2 separate regions of the Xenopus laevis genome follow, and region 1 is linked to region 2. A link is a contact called in public Hi-C data. All regions are on one chromosome and are shown on one strand. The core of a region is the stretch at or near the end of the contact, and the rest is flanking DNA. Distances in the headings are between cores, read along the strand shown. Region 1 has its middle 25 kb from the start of tmcc1.L. Region 2 overlaps tmcc1.L (transmembrane and coiled-coil domain family 1 L homeolog).

Evidence for each region. Hi-C and Micro-C count contacts between places; a contact is called where the count stands out from the background.
Region 1: a contact with region 2 is called in a Hi-C map of the XTC cell line, with 4 times the contacts expected there. The contact joins two enhancer-like sites. A contact is called at or near these places in 2 of 4 Hi-C or Micro-C datasets (the XL177 cell line and the XTC cell line).

What each region holds. Positions count from the first base shown.
Region 1 is chr4L:131,647,793-131,651,953 of Xenopus_laevis_v10.1, forward strand. It overlaps a transcript of tmcc1.L not described here. Among protein-coding and RNA genes, the nearest start is that of tmcc1.L, 25 kb to the left of the region's middle. Within about 2 kb of position 2,044, at least 2 of the 7 cell types and tissues checked have an H3K27ac peak or open chromatin away from gene starts, as enhancers often do.
Region 2 is chr4L:131,535,029-131,538,880 of Xenopus_laevis_v10.1, forward strand. It overlaps tmcc1.L (transmembrane and coiled-coil domain family 1 L homeolog), which reads right to left. Exons shown (of 5, transcript NM_001091298.1): 3 at 3,726-3,852; 4 at 1,443-1,578; 5 at 1-422. The coding sequence ends at 108. Among protein-coding and RNA genes, the nearest start is that of plxnd1.L, 27 kb to the left of the region's middle. Within about 2 kb of position 2,238, at least 1 of the 7 cell types and tissues checked has an H3K27ac peak or open chromatin away from gene starts, as enhancers often do.

The DNA.
Region 1 (4,161 bases), core at 794-3,293, 110 kb after region 2:
TACTTGGGTCAAGCGCAAAAACGCCGGCGACCAAGAATAGTCGCCGGCGTCCAAGAATAGTCGCCGGCGTCCAAGAATAGTCGCCGGCGTCCAAGAATAGTCGCCGGCGTCCAAGAATAGTCGCCGGCGTCCAAGAATAGTCGCCGGCGTCCAAGAATAGTCGCCGGCGTCCAAGAATAGTCGCCGGCGTCCAAGAATAGTCGCCGGCGTCCAAGAATAGTCGCCGGCGTCCAAGAATAGTCGCCGGCGTCCAAGAATAGTCGCCGGCGTCCAAGAATAGTCGCCGGCGTCCAAGAATAGTCGCCAAGAATATTCACAGGCGTCCAAGAATGGTCGTCGCCATCCAAAAACTAGATGCCGGCACCTCCAATGGGAGCAGAAACCCTCAGTTTTTTGATTGAAACTTACCAGAAGCTGCTGCATTTCTCACCCTAGGCTTATACTCGAGTCAATACACTTTCCCAGTTTTTGGAGGTAAAATTAGGTACCTCGGCTTATACTCAGGACGGCTTATACTCAAGTATATACGGTATTCAGCAAAGAATTAAAGTATTCAGACACTTGAAAAATAAGGCACAGTTATTCCAATAAAGCAGAGGTCCCCAACCTTTTTTTTACCTGTGAGCCACATTCAAATGTAAAAAGAGTTGGGCAGCAACACAAGCATGAAAAAGTCCCTTGGGGTGCCAAATAGGTGCTGTGATTGGCTATTTGGTATCCCCTACGTGGACTGGCAGCCTACAGGAGGCACTACTTGGCACTATACTTAGTTTTTATGCAAAGAAAACTTGATTCCAAACCTGGAATTCAAAAATAAGCACCTGCTTTGAGGACACTGAGAGAAACATTCAAGAGGTTGGAGAGCAACATGTTGCTCATGAGCTACTGGTTGGGGATCACTGCTATAAAGTTACACACATGAGAGATGCCTTCAGGCCTGATGACAGTTTTTGTTCTAATGCATCTGCTGGATCCTGCATTCAGGCACATACTATTCCTGTCTGTGTACAACAGCATAGGGACAAATGAAGCACCTGGTTTTCATGGGGAAAAATTACCCCCGATATTTAAAAGTTCTTCTTGGTTCAATAATCAGTGCATTGACGAAGCCCTGACAGTTGCTGTGCCACAAAGAAATATATTCCCTGTTTTTCTAGCACTGCTATGGTTCTGAGAGCACATGAAGCACAGCACAATTCTACATACATACTGTATGCAGAGACTGAGAAAAATTCACTGTAATCAGCAAGGCATCAGAATTGTACGTCATAACTTTTATATTCCAGCAAACTAAACACATCCATGAACTGGAGTATCATGCAGGCACCCCTGACTGTTCCCTTCATTCATCTGCATTGTACAAGATTTATTTTTCCTTTCACGGCACTGCCTTGGTTTCACTCCAAAAATAACAATTTCAAGTCCTGACATCAGAAGAATGGCACAGCAGGAAAATCTATGGATGAAATTAAGGGAGAGTGACCCTCGCCAGCACCAGTACAGTGGCTCACAGCAATGATTCAAACACGTTCAGTCGTTACTAAATGCTCTCATTTATGACTGGTTGTTATGGGTTACAGCACTGGGATAAATAAATGTATAAGCAATTATTAGACAGGGGTCTCGATAAGTAAAAGGTAAAAGACAGACAAGGAAGTCAGATGCCCTTCAGTTGAACTGATGTAAGAAAGCCAGATGATGTTAAACACAGCACAATAACTAATTTGGAGCCTGCTAGAAATAAAGTAGGAGGCAAAGTGTTAAAGATCTGCTACAGATGGAAAAGCAGCAGGGTAAGAGGGAGTAAAACAACTGAGATGTAAAGCAATGGATTAGATCAGGTAGGATAGTGTTGGTAGAAGCATTAGAAAAGTACTGGGAGTAACAAAATAGCACAGGTTGTAGGCGAGGAGCAGAGAGTTAGACAATAACAACCGGCAGAACCACCAAAATCCACAACCTGACGATACAGGATCAGCAGGTTTGGACACACAAAAGAAAGTGATCAGACATAAAACAGCAGCACAGAAACAAACAGATGCATAAGAACACAGCCCTATGTGACACATGCTGAAGGTGTCCGCACACTGGGTATTGGATCCAGCTAGCCAAATAACAGCGTGGGTCCCCATGGCTACTCTATTTCCAAACCTTGAAAAATATAAAATAAATTCATCGGCTCCCAATAAACCGATCCTGTGTGTATTAAACATAGGAACCTTAGACTGTAAGCTCCACTGGAGCAGCGGCTGATGTGAATACAGAACAATGACTGTAGAGCAGGATAGGAATGGCCTGGATATATCTGCTGCAGACAGTTAGAGATAAAGGGATGAGTGGAATGCCATAAATATGGAAAGAGGAAACAGTTGGGAAAAGCAAGTTGGAAGGCTGACAGGAAAACAGAAGAGCCATGGGAGGGAAAAGAAGAGCCGACTATAACAAGCCTGGGGACAGCAGTACATGGAAGAAACCAGCAGAGCAAACCAGATGGGAGAAAAGAAGAGATAATAGAGGCAATACATTCCTGTATACTGTAACATACAGAGGAAATGTCCTGTCAGTCACATCTTGTTTTGCCTCTCACTATTATTTCACACTTGGGGGTATATTTATTAAAGAGTGAAGTTAGATATAGCCACAGCCCGATAGAGTGAAATTCCGCCACTCTCCATTCATTTTCATGCCATTTTTAAATATAGTATTTATCATTGGGTGAAAGTCAAAGTTCATCCTTTGATAAATACGCCTTTCAAAATCCCATAGAAATGAATGGAGTGGCGGAATTTCACTCTAACAGGTGTGCCAGTACCAGGCCACCAGCCTCCTGAGAAAGAAGCTATGTGTTTCTAAGATACGGAGCCTTAGATTTTGAAAGGCGTATTTATCAAAGGATGAACTTTGTCTTTCACTCATTGATAAATACTATTTTTTAAAATGCCATGGAAATGAATGGAGAGTGGCAGAAATTCACTGTAGCGGACGGTGGCTATATCTAAGTTCACTCTTTGATAAATACACCCCTTAAGCTAGCCATAGACGCAAAGATCCGATCATACGAATCAACGTACGATCGGACTTCCCCATCTCCCGACCTGCCATTAACCATTCAGATCAAAGTCTTACCATTCAGATCAAATAAAGTAGTAAAAGAACAGATCAGCCAATGTTCTGCCCCTGACAGCAATCGTACGAAAGTTATGTCTGACCAAAGCGGGCGACAGTCTCCCTCTGAAAATCGGCAATACTTTATCGGCAGCCGACAGAAATCTTTTAACCTGTCCGATCGACCAAACGACCGATCTCCGCCGGATGAAAAATGACGGGACTCTCCACACATGATCCGAACAGTGTCGGACTGGGGGGCCCACCGGGACTACTGTCCAGGGCCCCCTCTGACCCCCTACCGAGATGCACTTGGCGATCCTGCTTGAGAGGCGCCACTCGATGCTCGGTATGAATGGCGCTGTGCGGTGCCTAAAGAAATCTTTTTTGTTTTAACAAACTGGTCGGGAGAGGGGTCTGGCCGGCGGGGGCCCATTAAGGGTCGGGGCAAGCCGGGTTTTTTTCCTGGTTTCCCGCCGGGCCAGTCCGACACTGGGTCCGAAAATCGTACGAATCGAGGATCTAAGTTTCCTTACACGCTCAGCACCTTGCACAGTCTTAATTATACAGCAGCAATTCCACTTGTTCCTGACAAAACCTGCATATTCTCGGCACTTGTTTAATCACAGCTCTCAGCATCCCGACAACCTATGCTTGGCACAACAGCAGCCTACATTGTTCAACTACAGCTCCCAGAATCCACGAACAACCCTTGGCTGTCACCAGTAGTGGAGAGGCAGCGTTTATTTCAGTATATAACCACTAAATCTCCCAGCATCCCCCGACATCCTTCAGCTGTTAGGAAATAGTGGAAGGAAGTATATTGCACAGTAAATACATCTCCAGCTTGGGTGAAACTCTCAGCACCCCTGACAGCCTTTTCTATTCAATGGGGTGGAGGGTGCAGACTGGATAGCTCACAACTTTATATAATTAATGCATGAAAAATTGAGACAGCAGGTGGATCTATCACTAGGTACAATTGAGTGATTAACCAAAGGGAAACTGACCTAAGTCAGGAAAGCTTCAGTGTTAGTTAAAGATATGTCTTTAACT
Region 2 (3,852 bases), core at 988-3,487:
TGCTGTCCCCTGTGGTGCCAAAAAGATGCCTATTTCTGCAGGAGACCTAAAGGCCCCTCGGTCTGGACTCCCATGTGGTTTCATAGTTCATTGCAGTGCCAGTCCAGTTATCTTGGAGGGGACAGTAGTTGTTCCAGGTGCCCAGAGAAAGAATCCCAGTGTTTCCAGAGAATAGCAGCCACCAGAACCAGGAGCAGAGTTCCAAACGTCCGGCCACGCGTCTTCAGTAAAGGGACCACGCAGTTGGCCACAGTAGACACAAAGACAAGCACGACTGCCATAAGAGCTAAGAGGATGTTGATCAGTTTGCCCAGCAGGTTTCTGGCAGTGGCATTTTCTAGACCCTCCAGCTGAACCACCTGCTGTTGCTGCTGCTGGAGCTCCATCTTGGAGATTCGTGTCTGGCAGGCCTCCAGAGCTTCCTGTAGAGAAGAAGAAACAAAGTGCTGTCAGGTGAAGCCACATTCAAATGTAAAAAGAGTTGGGGAGCAACACAAGCATGAAAAAGTCCCTTGGGTGCCAAATAAGGGCTGTGATTGGCCACTTGGTAGCCCCTATGTGGACTGTCGGCCTACAAGAGGCTCTACTTGACACTATACTTAGTTTTTATGCAATTTAAACTTGCTACCAAGCCTGTAATTCAAAAATAAGCTCCTGCTTTGAGGACACTGAGAGCAACATCCAAGGGGTTGGAGAGCAACATGTTGCTCACAAGCTACTGGTTGGGGATCACTGGTCTAGTCTATTAGTACATTCATTACACAAGTGCTTGGAACAGTGGTCATCAGACTCTTTTTAACAGTTCTAGCCCCTAATCAGGCTCCACGTTGAAGGGCCATGCTTTGATGATGCCCCACTTGAACTTTTAGTTAGGCCCCACTTGAAGGTCCAACCTTTAGTCAGGCCCCACTTGAAGGTCCAACCTTTAGTCAGGCCCCACTTGAAGGTCCAACCTTTAGTCAGGCCCCACTTGAAGGTCCAACCTTTAGTCAGGCCCCACTTGAAGGTCCAACCTTTAGTCAGGCCCCACTTGAAGGTCCAACCTTTAGTCAGGCCCCACTTGAAGGTCCAACCTTTAGTCAGGCCCCACTTGAAGGTCCAACCTTTAGTCAGGCCCCACTTGAAGGTCCAACTCTTAGTCAGGCCCCACTTGAAGGTACAACCTTTAGTCAGGCCCCATTTGAAGGTCCAACCTTTGGTGAGGTCCCCACTAGCCCATTAAATGGGTACAGATATAGGAAAATATTAGTCAATCTGCCATAGTTCAAAGATTATCTAGGACCCCAATTCCCACCCCAACTGACCTGCAAACTGGGCTTATAGGTGCATCTAGAAGAGAACTAGCCATTTATTTCAGTTGTTACCCTAACTGTATTTCAGGTTGAAACTGCTCCTAGCTCCCCAGGGGTGGGCAGCCCACAGTTTGGGAACCCCTGTCTCACCTGAATATCTCTTGCCCTTTCGTACGACTGATAGGCAATCTTCTCCTCCATGCTGGCAAGCTCCTGCTTCAGATTGAGTATCTCGTTCTGGTGCAGCTCCGTCAGATCATTAAGCTGTTCTTCTAGTCGCTCACACCTGGATTATACAGAGGGACTGATTTAGTGTGAATAAGAAAGACAAAAAACGGGTCACTTTTAGAAGAACCTGCATGTTGATATGTGCATCTGTGTGCTCATTATTTATACTTGTAACATATCATGCTCTACATACTAAGAGACAATGTGTAGACCACATCTTACATGTTTCCCCAGAATCCCTGCAATACTCATTTAACAAAATGCAATTTTAGTGTTCAACAACCTCTACCACTTCCAGATCATCCAAAAAACACCCCCAACACCAAAAAAGGTTGATTCTGCTTTGTATTGAGCACAACAACACTGTATACAGGCATACAGGCCATATTTTAGCAATATTTTCTTTATTTTGATCACCGATAGGAGTTACTTACTGTAAAAGTATTGTGTTTATAGCTATATGCCAGTGCATACAATATATCCTTTCCCCTGCCTATGTGTAACTATACTCCATACTTACTCCTGCATGCTACAATATAGCCATTCCTCTGTGCATGTGTGGCTATACCCCATCCCTTTATGGATGTGTTTCTATTTAAAAATATACTTTCAGTGCCCATTGCTGCTATAGTTGCGACCTGACTGCACTTGTTAAGTTATCTGGGGAATCCCTGTGACAAGGCAGTTACAAAATGCTGTAGTTCCCCTATTGAATCAGTAGAGGGAGTGCCAGCCTCATGTAACTTGGACAAGGACTTCCTCCTACAACATTCTCTGAGCTTGAGCTGTCCCAGTTTAGATAATTAAAATATTTATGCAGGACTTAATTACAGGAGATATCACCTGCCCACAACAACTTCAAGAGCAACTGCAGGCAGCACCAATATACAGGTATGAACCACATGAGGGTAGAGTTTCCCATACTTGAGCTCATCAGATCACATTGGGTGAGCCCGAGGGTGAGGATATTAGGAGCTGTAGTTCACTAATAGCTGAAGAGCTATGTCACTTACCTCACAAGCAACAAGCAGGGGCAAGAAGCCTGACAGACCTGTTTGTACATTTACTCATCTCAAGCCATTCAAGGCCAAGTTTAATTATATTATCATATTATTAAAATCCATAAATACAATGCATTTCAGTAGGAACAGCCAACTTATTGCTCTCCTGCTGATGTTCAACTACAGCCGAGAACACCCCCATGTTGTTACACAACAGCTGCAATCATATTCACACACTAACACATATACATATAGTCCCATGCCCTGTACCAATGCCCAATAAAATGTTGAAATGGCTGTAGGAAGTGCAGGGGGTGGCAAAAAGACACCTGGATTTCACTCCTGATATCCCATAAAGGCTACTCGACATTGATGAGCTCCATGGGACTATTACTTATCCTTTTAGGGCAAAGACACATGGTCAGATTTGGGGAGAAAAGTCGCCCGGCAACAAATCTCCTCTTCTTCGGGGCAACTAATCTCCCCGAACTGCCTTCCCCTGCTGGCTAGAATGTAAATCACCTGTGGGATGGCGAAGTTGCATCAGGCGACTTTGAAAAACGAATTGCTCCGAGTGCCATCCCACTGCTGAATTACATTCTAGCGGGCAGGAAGGCAGGGCAAGACAGTTTGGGGAATTTAGACCAGCTGCTGGTTGAACAGTGAATGCAATCATCGGATTAGTTGCCATGGGTTACTGACCAGGTGCAAATTTGCCACTCTTTATAAATGACCCCCACAGCGAAAATTTTAAGTATTGTAACTATTTTTGTACTAGGGACAAGTAGCTGCTACTAGTAGCTCAGTGTGTCTTCACCCTTAGGGTAGGACTACATGGATGTATTTGGTGCGAACTGGCGCGCTGCGACAAGTCGCATGCAAAAGAAATAAGTTAAGAGATAGTGTCGATGAAGTCGCAGCGTTGATCCGACGCAACACGACTGTCGGGTGCAGACGCCGCACCTGCATCCGACAGTTGTGTCTCGTCAGATCAATGTTGCGACTTCATCCGACATTTCTATCTCTTACCTATTTCCGTTGCATGCAACTTGTTGCAGGCGTTGTCGTAGCGCGTCGGTTCACACCAAAAATGTCCGTGTAGTCCTACCCTTAGGGAGCTCATATGCAGTAAGTCAGTCACCCCTCATAAATTGCAAAAATTCTTCTTCCAGTTCCCCTTTGTCATCTACCTGCAGTCACTTACCTGAACCTCTCTTCCTGTAGGGACTGTAGGATGTAGGAATAATCTCTCTGGTACTGGCTCTTCAGCCCTTCCAAAGACTCTTCTAGCTGGCCCTGGGCTTCCCGAATTTCCTGGATTTCTTGTAATA